3 separate regions of the Rattus norvegicus genome follow, and regions 2 and 3 are each linked to region 1. The links are chromatin contacts, called in public Hi-C maps. All regions are on one chromosome and are shown on one strand. Each heading gives the region's core, a stretch centred on a gene start, on an enhancer-like site or on the middle of the called end of the contact. The rest is flanking DNA. Distances are from core to core; before and after follow the strand shown. Region 1 holds the start of Klf10 (KLF transcription factor 10). Region 2 has its middle 40 kb from the start of Azin1. Region 3 holds the start of Azin1 (antizyme inhibitor 1).

What was found. Hi-C and Micro-C count contacts between places; a contact is called where the count stands out from the background.
Region 2: a contact with region 1 is called in a Hi-C map of kidney, with 7 times the contacts expected there. The contact joins the enhancer-like site here to the promoter of Klf10 in region 1. A contact is called at or near these places in 12 of 12 Hi-C or Micro-C datasets (the A7r5 cell line, the Rat2 cell line, Schwann cells and 7 more) and 1 of 1 datasets of contacts at active chromatin or transcription factors (oligodendrocytes).
Region 3: a contact with region 1 is called in a Hi-C map of liver, with 2.8 times the contacts expected there. The contact joins the promoter of Azin1 here to the promoter of Klf10 in region 1. A contact is called at or near these places in 2 of 12 Hi-C or Micro-C datasets (liver and mammary epithelial cells).

What each region holds. Positions count from the first base shown.
Region 1 is chr7:71,356,697-71,360,864 of GRCr8, reverse strand. It overlaps Klf10 (KLF transcription factor 10), which reads left to right and starts at 2,185. Exons shown (of 4, transcript NM_031135.2): 1 at 2,185-2,266. The coding sequence starts at 2,231. LOC134479897 (a long non-coding RNA gene) reads right to left here and starts at 2,414. Exons shown (of 4, transcript XR_010053784.1): 1 at 2,276-2,414.
Region 2 is chr7:71,524,287-71,528,929 of GRCr8, reverse strand. No RefSeq gene overlaps it. Among named protein-coding and RNA genes, the nearest start is that of Azin1, 40 kb to the left of the region's middle. Within about 2 kb of position 3,024, at least 83 of the 93 cell types and tissues checked have an H3K27ac peak or open chromatin away from gene starts, as enhancers often do. A contact at or near this core is called in the A7r5 cell line, Schwann cells, hepatocytes and 2 more, where this site is marked.
Region 3 is chr7:71,564,121-71,568,784 of GRCr8, reverse strand. Azin1 (antizyme inhibitor 1) reads left to right here and starts at 2,270. Exons shown (of 12, transcript NM_001301702.1): 1 at 2,270-2,660.

The DNA.
Region 1 (4,168 bases), core at 936-3,435:
GTCCCACGTAAGTTTTGTGGCTGGACAGGCAATGAGCACCCCTTAAGACCGCATAGGAAAAGGAGTTTTGGATTTGGTGATATTGAGTCTGAAGTGACTGGGGAAGGCTTTCTCTGAATCTCCAGGCATTAAGCCACCACCACCCAGCTTCCTATCTCATTCTCTTTCTTGTTGTGATCACTCCAGGTCCTGAATGCTCCCTACAACTCGGTCTGCAGGGTGGGTGTGGGGGCACCACACCAGCAGGCCCCACATTCTCGAACGCACAGGGTTCAGGCTTGGTGGGTTTGGCTGTGACCTCTCCAGGAGGCGGCTCCCTGACAGGAAGGCAGGCAGGCTTGCCGCTGGGCACACACAAGAGCTTCCTGCGCTGTAGCAGGTGCCCAGGCCAGCTGCTCCAACCCTTCAGATTCAGATCAACAGGATGGGCCAGCCCAAGCGGAAGGAAGCCTGCAGGGAGGGACACTCCTGCAGACAGAAGCAGGGGCACCGGGTGGAGGGAGGCAGGAAGAGCTGCCTGGGTTGCTGAGTTGGCGCTCCTCCAGCGGATTCAAAGCTGGCAGTGACAGGAGGCCATTCAGTCATACCCCCACCCCCACCCCCGCTCCCACCCCTACCCAGGGCCTCTCTGGCCCGTGGGTACTGTCATTAAGTTTGTTGCTGGCTGGCTTTAGGTATACCAGAAGGAACCATCAGATAGATGCTGCTAGTAGAGCTAGCGGCCTCTAAAGCTATTCCCCTCCTTTACCCAGTCTGGTGCTTTAGCACGTCTAGCTCGGCAGGCTGAAAAGCCCATAGGAGGGCAGTGACTTTTGTCTCATGATCCGCCTGATCCAAGAGAGACGATAAAATCTCTAGTTTGCTTTAAGCCCCGTTATCACTGCCTCCGGCTCCAACAGCTGCTGTGAACCCGCACAAACGGGCAAGGGGGTGGGGCAATAGGGCGCCAACGAGGAGCCAAGAGCTCTGGGTCTAGGAGGCTACAGCCTCAGCCCTGGCTGCTGCACACAGAAGGCTGGCTTCCTTAAGAAGCTCAGCTTGCCCCCAATCCCTGGAGTGGTGAAGGGGGACAGGGACAGGAACTCGGTGTTTGAGCCAGTCAGGAATCCCACCAATAAACATGCTTTCTTCACCCCATCCCCACAAGCGGTTTCTTGGCGGGGCGTCGGCGAAGACTGTGGTCCCGCGGGTGGGGGAAGTGGAGTCCACCTTAGAAACAGCTCGAACACTGTATTTTAAACTTGAACTACACCAAACTCAAACTCGATTCTGCCACCGAGCACTCGAGTCTAGGGTTCCCGGCCACGCCACTAGCCCTAAGGTACCAGCTTCCCGTAGTCCCCACACCAACCGCCCAGAAGGACGGGAGGGACGCGCAGAGGCGGGCCCTGCTGCCAGTGCCTGTGCTGCAGATGGGAGGACGAGCCAACGCCTGCCGCCTGGGCGTGGGCGGTGAGTGCGAGCAGGTGTCTGTTCCGTGACAGGGCTCCCGCCGCCACCACCTCGCCCTGGTTCTCCCCAGTCCTCACGGTTTAGAGTGACAAAATCCGGCAAATGCTCAGAAATGCCACTCAGTGGTTCACCCGGCTCTTGCCTCCACGCAAGACCCACGAGAACCGCGCTTCCAAAGAACGTCTGGTGGCCAGGAGCCGCGCCTGCAGCCTCCGCCTTCTGCTCGGGGTCCCGCCCACTCCCTGGCGGGCCCAGACGCTGCGGGCGCGAAGGGGACTGGGCGGAGCGGGCTTCCCTCCCCACCCCCCACGTGGGCCGGCTCTCCGCAAAGCCTGGTCGCCGCCACCGCGCCTCTCGGCTATGCCCCGCCGGCGGCGCCGCCTCCGGGCATGGGCGGGGTACTGAAGACTTGGGCGAGGGGCGTCACGGAGTCAGGTGGTCCCCGTAGTTCCCCCGGGCTGGACGGAGGGAACACGGTGCCTCGGGTTGTGTACACGCTCCACTGACAGAGCTTCTTGCAGCCGGGCAGCCGCTGATCACGCGTGGCCCCGCCAGCCCATTGGCTGAGGCCTCACACACCTTTACCGCTGATTGGTCGATACCACGCCCCGCCTTCCACCCCGCCCGCGGCGCGGGGCAGGCAGAGCGGCTACCTGCATGGGGAGGGGGGCAGACAGCGCGGAGCGCGGTGGCGTCGACGTCTAGTGTCTCAGTGCTCCGTCTGTGGCTAGGCAGCCAGCAGCCAAGCAGCTCGCGACCTACGGCCAGGCAGCCAACCATGCTTAACTTCGGCGCTTCTCTCCAGCAAGCTTCGGTAAGTTACCTGGAGATGCTGGTCCTTTCCTCCTGCTGTGTCCGGGAGCCAGCCGAAGAGCGGAGGGAGCATGAGCCCCTAAATAAACCACGCCTGAGAACCCAGGCTGCAGCGGGGTCTTGCAAGGGTTTTCCTCCCTGTAGGCTGGGAATATCATCGAGGGCATGTGCAGAAGAGGGGGTCGGAAGAAAAAGCCTGGGACGTGCACCAGGGGAGAGCGATCCTACCCCTGGGTGTCCAGGAGACAAGGGGGACTCTCGGGGAGACCCCAGGAGGCGAGTGAGCTGGAGGAGCTGTCTCCCTGGGAGCGCAGTTGAGATGGGAGGGGGCGCCCTGCACCTGGCTCTGGCGGGAGATGCCCGTCTGCAGCAGGAATGCGACTCAGGGTGGCAAAGACTACTCATGGGCTGTCTACCCGAGAGGCGGGCGCCTGCTCGTCGGGGGAGGGGGGAACCCTGCCAGGTGGAGACCGCGCGGCTGGGCTAGCCCGGGGCTGGGGGAGGGGATGGCCGGCTTCGCGCGGGGTATGGATGGCACGCGGGCTCTCCGGCCGCCAGGGGGGCCGTGGCACCCCCGCAGACGTCGGGAGGGGGCTCTCATCCCAGGCGGAGGCAGGTGGCTGCCTGTAGACTACTCTTGGCAGGGTGCAGGGTCCTGCCTTGGAGCCCGACAGCTGGGCGGGGGAGTCGGGACCGCGAGACGCGGGGGCCGCGTGTCGAGGCGGGAACCGTGGGGCCGGGCGCCTGGAGCCCGTGCTGTGGGCGCCGTACGTCTGGGAGTCTGCAGAGACGCGGCTTGCGGGGGCCCAGGCTGCCGGAAGCAGCAGCCAGGGACGCCGCGCCTGCGGGAGACGCGGGTGGGCTGAGGTCCCGCGGGCCGAGTGGGCGGAGCGCCCAGGCTCCGGCCGCTCCCCGGGGGCGGCGAGCAGGAGGAGGGCGGCGGTCGGGCTTCCGCGGGGACCCGGCTCCACCTCCCGCAGCCGAGGCGGAGGCCAGGGATGGGCGGCGAGCGGGTGCGCCCGGGGAGCTCCTCGTCCCCGAGTGACCCAGCTCTGGCCTCCGCCAGGGGCGGGAACGAGGCCCGGCCCTGCTGTCGGTTCCTAAGGGAACCGCGGCTCGGGGGAGGTGGAAGGGGCGGGTGCCTCCAGAGCCGACACCGCCCAGCCCTCGCGCCGCCCGGCGCGCACTGGCGAGCGGTTGGCGGCGGCGCCCGCGGCCCCTCCCCGGCCGGGTGGAGGCGGGGGCCCGTGCTCAGGAAGTAGGGGAAAGGTGACGGCGCGGCAATTCCCAGTTCACGTTTCCTGCGCCGCCCGGAGCAGCCGCTGATCACGCTTTGTTCACATGCCTCGCCCCCTCCTCGCGCCCCCACCCTGCGCCGCCCAGCCAATCCGGGCACGGGCCGCAGGCCGGCTGGCCAATGGCAGGGGCGGGGCGCGGGGACGTGCGCGCGGCGGGCAGTGTTCCCGGTGACTCACCAGCCAGCCTCATTGAGGTTAGGGCGGCCCCATCCGTCGGTCCCCGCCAGCGAGGATCTCCCCCGCCGGCCTCCTGCGCCCCGCCCCCGCCTCCACCCGGCTTCCCTTTCCTGCCTCGCACCAGCTCTTCGCTCCCCTCCCAGCTTCCCCTCCCGGCGCACATTCTTCACCCCTGCCTGCCTTTTTTTCCACCCCTTTCTTTGAGTCGGTGACCATAGGCTTTTTACACTTACAGTGTTCATCCATTGCAGCTTACATAAAGGCGCGAACGATTATGCAATTACCTTGTTAGTGTATTTCAAGAGCATTGTCTTGTTTTCCCACCCTCAATGGGAAGATAGGCATCTTTAAAAAAAAGGCTTTCAGATTATCTTTGCCGTTTTATTTATGTATTAGGTTTTTGAGAGGAGGGTAGAGATGGCGATTCT
Region 2 (4,643 bases), core at 1,775-4,274, 170 kb before region 1:
GAAAAAAATAGGCATTATGACTTCTTCACATTTTAAAATGTCCTGCAGTGTACACGACTCGCTTTTCAATTCAGTTATTTTCTTCCTTTTTCCCTAAGAGGATGGGCAACCCCCCTCCCCAGTGGCTCTGGGTTAAGGTCCTCACCCGGTCTCTGCGTAGCTCCGAGGCTTCAGCAGCAGAGGGCGCTGCGCCCGCGGGCTCGGGGCGGGGCCGGGCGCGCTTTTCTCCCCAGCAACAGGGGCCCGCGCGCCGCTCGGGGGTGCGGCCTGGAGGCTTTTCCCAGCCCCGCCCCTCCCCGCCCTGCTGCCCGGGGAGCGCCCAGCTGGGGCGTTGCCTGCCTCTCGGCGACCTCGCCCCTGCGGACCCGGGCGGGGCAGGGCTGGGGACCACTCCGGTGCCCGCCCCCGGCGCAGCCTTCCCACGGGCTGGCCCAGCCGCAGCTGGCTCGCACTTTGGAGCCGGATGGGGAGACGTGACCGCCGAGATTCCGGCGCCCCAGGGACAGGCGGGGGTGGACGGGGGAGGTTGGACTTCTGGGCACCTGGGGCAGTTCGCGATCCCCTGGGAGGGGAAAGGGAAACGGGCGCCCCAGCTCCCGGCTCTGCGTCCCCGCGTGCATTCTCTAAGAACGAGCCTTCGGTTCCTCTTCCCGATTCAGAGCCTAGCCTGGGATGGGGGCCAGGCCACAAGTCCTGCCCAGAGTCACCGGAGGAGTAAGAATTCTTGCACTGTAGTAGATTGACTTCATGCACTGCAGTAAATCTGACGGTGGGGGCTGAGTCCTACTTAACTTCCTAATGTATAAAATGAGAACCTGGATCACCCCGCCCACCCATCTACCGGGACCTGCAAATCCAAATCTGAATACGGAGAGGTTTTCGGAATGGGGGCGGGGCGGGGTCAGCAATCCCAATAACAAAATTACTAGAGTGTGTGTACCACCAGTTTCCGAGGAGCAGTCTAGTTCTAACTAGGCGTGGCACCACCTCTGCGTTTCCCTAAGGACCTTGACAGTTCACTTGTCCTCTACCCTCCCTACCCCTCTCACACCCTCAGGGAAAAAACTCTACTGTGGACTAGCTGCTTTTCAACCACAGGCTTGAGTTTAACACCAACCCCCCTAGGATTAGGGATCTGTAACCAGCAAAGTCCCAAGACCTTAGCGTCAAAGGTCACAGAGTTGTTCCGTTTCTTTTAATGCTGCTGTTTCAGATCCCAATTCCAGCTTTTCCACTTGCTGCCCTACTATGGTAGTGTCCTACTAAGGTAGTGTCTCAGCTTGCTTCTTCAGCTGACAAATGGAGGCCACACTGCTTGGTTGTGACTGGATCTGGGACTCCTGAGAAATCCCCTCCTTTTGTTTGCAGACTCCCACTGAGTCCTTTCAGTATTTATGTCAAGAAATTCTTCCTACAGTGCTTGAGACTTGACACTGGGTGACCAGTATCATCTGCCTTGTAGCAGCCTAACTCTAAGTCACATTTAAATGACATCGATGTCTTAAGTCCCGTGAACAGGAAGTGGGGGGTAAATAAACACAGGGAGGAATCATGCTAGATTGGGAGTCTCCGTAAAATTTCAAAATTTCTTAGTAAATCAGGATCAAGGGAAAATTGTCCAACCCTGTGCTTAACACTGATGGGGAATTCACCTCAAGATTCCCAGGCCCCACACTCCTCAGGTATGCATGGGGGTGTTATTCTCCCCTCCCCACCCCCCCCAGGTTCACAGTGGTAATCACTATCAGAAAGGTTAGCCTTCCTCCCTCCTTCCTGTTAGGACCTTCTGCCCCAGCCGCAGGACAGGTGCATGGCACAGACAGACCTCCCAGTCATGGGAGTCCAACTGCTCCTGTCGGCCTCCTAGCCCCCCCGCCCTGTACCATGGTGGAGTCAAGTTTTCTCCTTTGAAGTTTTCTAAGACATTGTTTTCTGAATCTGTTCTCACAGGACCCAGGTAGAGAAGGTTGACAGAACAGGCAATCATTTGTGTCATTTATATAAGGGAAATCCTTATATCAGAGCAGAGCAGAGCAGAGCAGAGCAGAGCAGAGCAGAGATGAGACCAGGAGTCCAAAGGCCAAGAGATCCTGTTCTGAGTTCCAGGCTGACACATACAGACTTGGTGGCGACCCATGTCCATCAGTGGGTCTGTGAAACCACATTTCTAGAAGGGGGAATCTCATGCTACACCTCTTCTGTTTCCCAAAGCACCTTTAAGTAATCCAAAGTGTTGGCAATTAAGACCCGCTGTGTGGGTCAGTACAGTGACTGACGGACGGAATAGGAAAATGTGAAGTCTGGACTAAAAAGCCGATCTGCACTCAGCGCCAAGTCATAAGACGCCCAAGGCCAGGTTCCTTTAGCTGTGACTGAGCAGGACTGTGGGATTCTTGGAAGGGACCCATCTGGGAATGAGCATGACTACATGCCAGGCACAGTGGGCACACCGCAGTCTGCTCCAGGTCCTTCTAGGCCACCGTGCCTCATTTTAAGTGCCACAGCTGTGCGGCTAGTCTGGAGCAGCTAATGCTCTGGGTTTTTCCAAGCAAGGGGGACTGCTTGCTGATTATAGAATTTACACTCGGGTTTTCCAGAGCATCTAGGGTTTCCTTCAAGGTGTTTAGAATGCATTTCCCCCGTCTGGTCTGTCTACATCATTTCTACAAAAGCCCCCTACCCTAACGCCAACCCACTAGAGTTACTGCGACTGTTTTCCACACATACCCCACCCCTTCTCATGACTAACTGGGGTGCACATGTTACCCTGTATGCATGCCTGTGAAGTCCTATCTCATCTTGCAGATGAGATACTTGGGATGGAAAGCCTTGCACAGAGCAGCCTCAAATATCTTTAGAGAATTTGTCCCTGTTTAGGACAGGGTGGACACCAAACAGACGATCTCTCGAGATCCACACCCTTTTCTGAGAATTCTTTGACCCCTGGCTGCATTTCCTGAGTGCCACAGGGCCTTGCGGTCAGCCATTGACAGGAAAGATCTGGAGCCAGGCTTGGAGCCAGGCTTTGAGCCAGCAAGTGGTGTCCACAGACGCAGTGTAGCTTCCCTAGAGAGGGCTAGGGTAAGAGCGAGGCCAGGAAGGAAAGACTCCAGTCCCCGGTGCTGGTGTGGATGCTCTGCTCTTCCCCAAAAGACCTTCAAGTCTAAAGACCCGGAGCAAACATCAGCGACCTCGGCTACCACCCCAGCCAGTGGACACCTAGGAACGGCTCTTCTCTCTCTCTCTCTCTCCCTCTCCTCTCTCTCTCTCTCTCTGTCTCGATCGCTCGCAGGAGGCGTGCTGCAGGTAGTTCAGGCAGCTGCCAGCCATGCAGCTCCCCGCTCCATTGCTCGCCTGCGCCCCAGCTCTTTCTTAGGGGTTTTCCGGCTCCGGGAGCCCCAAAGCCACCCGGGGCGCGCACAGCTTTCTGATGAGTCAGCAGCAGCCGGGAGCTTCGGGCCACCGCGGGCATCTGCTCCGTGACGCACCGTGAGTCACGGGCGCCCGGGCAGCCGCAGCCCGCCAGCTTCGCTGCAGCGCCGCCCCCACGGCGCCCACCGGGCCGGGCGCCCGCACCCGCACCCGCACCGTGCCTCTCCTTGGCTTCCCCGCCGCGGCCGGGTTCCAGGCTGACATCAGACGCTGGCCGCCAGGCCACCCTCTGAGTCAACAGTTTCCGAAGCGCAGCCTGCTGCCAGGGGCGGGGGAGACGCAGCCTCCCGGGGAGGCGCGGCCCGCACCAGTCCCGCTGCGATGGAGGGCGGAGGTGGGAGTGGGTGGGGACTAACGGGGCCTTTACCAGAAGTCACGAGGCCGAGGGAGAAGGGAGGGCCAACGCCACCCTGCGGGGTAGCTGGGTGCCTTGGAAGCCCGCCGCCCCGGGCCACACGCTGCAGCCGGCGCTGGGTGGCAAAGCTGGACCCGCCCCGAGGGCGGGAGGAGAGGAAAGGCGGGCCCTTGCTGGGAAAGGCCCCAGGCCAAGTTTCTAGAAGCAGGAAATGCACCGCCCTGGAGACCTCACTCGGCTCCAGGGTGCCAGGGGACCGCTAAGGCTGAAGTCCGGCCGCCAGCCCTTTGGTGGGGACAGCTTTGAATAAACCCTACTGCTGGGGGCCTGGCCTTGCTTGTTTAGTATCAGACCAGAGGGGCTAGGGCCTCACTTTACCCTCTCAGTGGGCTGCAGACCCTGTAGTGAATTTGGGATGGCGACGTAGGGAGGCACCCCTCCTCAGCTAAAGGAGATGTATGTGCAAAGATAGTTTCCAGGGTCCTGGTATTAGCGAACAGGTGGTTTCTTGTTAATAGGGGCAGTAATTCTATGAAAAAAAGGCATGAAAAGGAAGAGAAGGATTTTGAGAATGAGTAAATATCAGTGGAGGACTTAATTCTTTATCCCAAAACAAGTTTCCAGAAGTTGAGGATGTGGCTTGGTGGTAGAGCGTTTGCCTGTTGCAGGTCTAGTTCTTAGGGGTGTGTGTGTGTGTGTGTGTGTGTGTGTGTGTGTGTGTGTGTGTGTGTGTGTTGGGAGTGGAGGGTGGTGGATTGAATTTCCCACCGGAGCCCCACATTTGTAGACTAATCTGGCCCTCCTCTGTGTAGCAAGGCTAGGCATGTCTGGGTGCTTTGAGCTGCCTCCGAGTCTG
Region 3 (4,664 bases), core at 1,021-3,520, 210 kb before region 1:
TAGTAAGACCACGAATCAAATAAAAATAGCATATCATGGGTATTTAGTCATATGTATGTGACATTATGAGTATGATATTCAACTAGGCCCCTAATTAAAATGTTTCTAGAATGCAGGACAAGTTCTCATCCCTTCTCAATCTCTCCCTCACAGAGCTTTTTATTTATTCTTTGTGACCAATGCCTCTGGAGTGGAAGCAGAAAGGCCACTCCCAGTTCTCCTACCCACCCGTTTCTGTCCTTTCTTTCATCTGCTTCCTTTGCCAGAACACTGGCTCTCAGAATCCTGTTTCCCTGGAACATAGGCCCTAGGATTCACCCTGAACTATTTCCTGGGAACTTTTTTCTCAGATGCAGCCACTTCTTCCTTTTACTCAGTTCCTTGCAGTATTTACCTTGTTCTCTGCCAATAATTTGGTTATTATACGAACATCCCATTTCTCCTGCTAGACTGTAAATAAAATGTCAAATGGTGTGTTCAGGTGGGCTAAAGCTTCCTTGGGAAGGTGCTGTGGTCTGAGTGGATCAGAACATAACGACAGTGTTAGAGGCTGAGCACAGTGGATCATAACTTCAAATCTCAGCACTTTAGGATTGAAATGAATTCAAGGCCCACATGGGCAACATATTCCTGTCTCGAAAAAGGAAAAGGAGAGGGGAGAGAAGCATGGAGAGGGAGGAGGTAAGAAAAAGCTAAGACATGTCAAGAATAGGGAAAACAAAAACCAGAAATTGAGCTCACACCTCCCAACTTGTAATGCTCTCTACCTCTGAAACATTCTGGCCCTACCAGACCTGCAAGGGCTCTTCCTTTCCTTCTACCTTGTGGATTTATTACTAAACTGCTTACAAGATGAATGGAGTGAAAGAATGTGAAGGGGAGAGGGGTTCAGGGTCTTACTTTAAAAGATCTCACTTTGGAGGGGCATCGTAAACAGGACACAAGTCTGTAATCTAACCCCCTGAAGTTGAGGCAGGAGACTCACTGGAGGTCAGTTTCAGCTGCAGAGAAGTACCCTGTCTGCCTGTCCCTCCCATTCATTGTGCTGAGTCTGGAGTTACAAAGATTTAGCAGGCTAGGACTGACACTAGTGCTAAAATGGCCTTTGTTTTGTTTTGCTTTTTCCAGACAGGGTCTCACAATGTGTAGCTCAGGCTGTCTAGAAACCAGGCTAGCTGCGAACTCAAGAGATCCACCAGCTTCTGCCTTCTTAGTGCTGAAATTAAAGACATGCACCACTGCATCCAGCTAGAAAAAGGCTTTTTAAATGTGAGCCATTTAAGGTTACATAGGCCATCTTACTTTGGTAATAAAAGTTTATTAAAGAATAGAAAAGGCCAGGTGTGGTGGAACATGCCTTTAGTACCAGCACCTGGGAGACAGAGGCAGGTAGCATGCAAGGCTAGCCTGGTATATAGAGGGAGTTCCAGGACAGCTAGGGCTGCATAGAGAAACCCTTTCGAGAGAAACAAAAGAATTAAAAAAATAATGACTTCAAAGGGGAAAAACAGGGGACTAAAAAGATGTACCTTAAAGTCATGTAACTTTAGTAACACTGCCCCATTTTAACAGGGTTAGGTATGACTGCATCAATCCTTTTTGAAAATGAAGACAAAGAAAAGCCACATTAAAAAAAATTCTACTGCACCATATTGCAACACGCGAACACTGAGGAACATTCTGGTGCGATCAAAGCTTCAGTAACCACACCGGACTGGTTCTTGCTGGCCACGGGGAACCCGTTTCCATAACGGAGCTCCGCATCCCGTGGAGAGGCGGGAACCTCTTCCTCGGAATACAGTCCCCGGGCATGTCTACAGTTCTTACATAAACTAGTGCACAGAGAAAGCCCCGTGATGGCGCCCACCCGCCTCTCGTGAAATACTGGTGTCGCTAAGCCGAGGACCCAGGACCGTCCCGAAGGCTGCTGTTAGCATGAACTAGCCGCCGGTTCACAAAGCGGATCGTTAACTGCTAGCGTGGAGCGCAGGCGCCTCAAGGGCGAAGGCGCGCTCTGCGATCCGCAGGGCCGCGCGCCCTCTGCCCCGCCTACGAGCCTAGCAACCCGCCGGGGAGCGGCCGGTAGCGCGAGGGCGGGAAGCGAGCGCCCGGCCAGCACCTGCAAGGCCCAGTGGTCCCGCCCCTTGGCCCCCTAACTGCGCAAGGCTGTCTTTCCTCTTCCGCCCCTCCCACATTCCCCGGCGGCACAGGCCCCACCCCTCTCGCGCGGCAGACCAGCCGTCTGTGACGTCGCAAGCCCCGCCCTCTCAATATAAATACTGGCGTCTCCGGCGCCGCCTTCCCACACTCTCTGGCTCAACTCTCGGCCGCGGTGTTTCCGTTTCTCTCCCTGGTTGTCGCCTGCTCTGCTCTTCTCATCCTTCTCGCTCTGCTGCTCTGCGGAGTGACGAGGCTGAATCTTCTCCCCACCCAGTTCGCGCTTTTCTTCTTTTTCTCGCGCCGCTCCATTTCTCCAGTCCGGCTGCCGCCGCCACTGCTGCTCAGCTGGTGTCGGTGCCGCGCGTTTCCCCCACGTCGTCCCCGCAGCCTATGGCCCAGGCCGCCTTGGGTATTTCTGCTCAAGGTAACCACATCCCTCTTTAAAAATTCCGCCGAAAAAGAGAAGACGCTTTACCCGACTCTTTGGGCCGTTATCTCACGTGAGTACCGGGCTTAGGGGCGCGGGAGGGTCGGGCGCCTGGGCTGGGCCACGCCGCCCTCGGTGTCCCCGCAGTGCCCCGCAGCCGGCGGCCTCGAACATGGCGGCCGCCGGTGTGTGTGGCGGCTGCCGGTGGCCCCGGCGGCAGCGAGCGCCTCGCGACTCTGGGCGGCAGCCTGCCGCGGTTGGGCGAGGGGGCGTGTGCGCGTGGGGCCCCGCGCTCGGGGGCAGGCTGGCGGTGGTCGCGGTTCCTTCTCGGCGGCATGCGGCCCCCACCCCACTCCCGTGGTGCATTGCTGTTTCCGGGGAGGGGGGTCCGGCGGCAGCACTGAGGGCTGGGGGGGTCCCATCGCCCCCTCTCGGTCTCAGTGCCTGCAGGGGGTTGTGGTGCGGAGTGGACCGGCTGCGGCGGCCGGGGCTCCGGGTTATGAATGAAGCGGGGCGGGCCTCGAGCCGGCATCTGGTGACAGCTGGGAGGAGGCTGGATTCTTGCGGGCGGGGGATGGGGTGCAGAGTGCGCGCTCCCCCTCTGGCGGTGGAAAGTTGACCTCACTCGGGGCCCGGCGGCGGGGAAGCCCCGGTGTCAAGTAGCAAGCGAATAGGCCTTTGGCCCCTTCTGGAAACCTCGGCGCTGCTGCCCCGCCCCTGCGGCTCTGCTGATTGGGCCAAGTCGCTTTCACTTACCCCAGTCACCTCCTGAAGCCTGGAGATTAGTCACCATGGCTTCGTTTTCTAGTCCTCGCTGTGATCGCGGGACAGAAAGAGGGCAAGGGGTAGGTTGATGCGGCTTATTAAGGGCTATGTTGGCTGCCAGCAGTTGGTGGTGGTGAAACGTTTTACAGGGATCATATATCGTGAACGTGTGTTTGTTACTGGTTAAACGACCAAGAAGGGGGGGGTGTTTACAGCTTCAAGGTATTTGAACAGATTGAACTCAGTTTTGTGGTGGATGTTAGGTTGTTTGTGTACTGTCGTGTTTTACCATTAATATATAGACTGGGTGAGAGCTGATTAACTCCCTTACTCAGGAAAGGATTATGTGGACTATGAACTAGCCTGGCAGAAATAGATCTGACAGAATGCTTGGTACCCTGAGGAGTTCACATTAAGTAGAAAAGGATGTTTAAATAAAAAATGGTAGATTAATCGAGTAATCAATTTACTTCTCTCCTAAGGTTTTAGTATGATTCCCAACAAAGAAATCAGAGTGGTACTTTCCAATTTAGATTCCACAGCTAACATTTTGCTATACTTACCTTCCAGCCATCTTACTAATTCTGCATTTCAGACATCAGAATGGTTCATAGCTCTAACTTTAGTATTCCAATATATTAAATACAGTTCTATACTCAGCTTTTAGTAATTGGCAGTAAAATTCCCATTACTTATTTGTTCCGTTTGATTAGTTTTTATTTTTAGTTTGTTTGAAACAGGGCCTCACTTTGTAACCCAGACTGAGTTGTCAATTTACCTCCCACATCAGCGTGGTGCTAGGATTACAGGCTCAGGACCAGTCTGGCTTGTGTTTAAGAAGTTTTTTATTTTTGTTGTTTATTTTTTTTATTGTGTTTAGGAAGTTTTAACAAAGTGATTCAGGGGGTTGTACACTGTAATTCCAGGAAGTTCTTGGAACTAGCCTTGGCCACTTAAAAGCAAAATTCTGTGTCTAAAGAGGGGAGAGACAGCTTTAAATCTGTCAAGATATAGAACATTGTTAACACCCCCACAAAGCTCTTGACAGTGAGTTCACCTCAGTTTGTGTGAGGCCTGTTTAGTCTTCTGTTTTTATCTTGTTTTTTATATCAAGACTTAAATGGAATCAATTGATATGTCCTCTTTTGTGTAAAAGGCTTTTATTTAACATGGTTTTGTATGTTAATAAGTTAATAGCATACTTATTAAAACATTGCCTGGCCCAGTGCTTTTAGGGAAGCAAGGGCTAGTCAGATCTGAGAGTTTGAGGATAGCCAGGGCTGTACCGAGAAATCCTGTCTACAAAAAACAA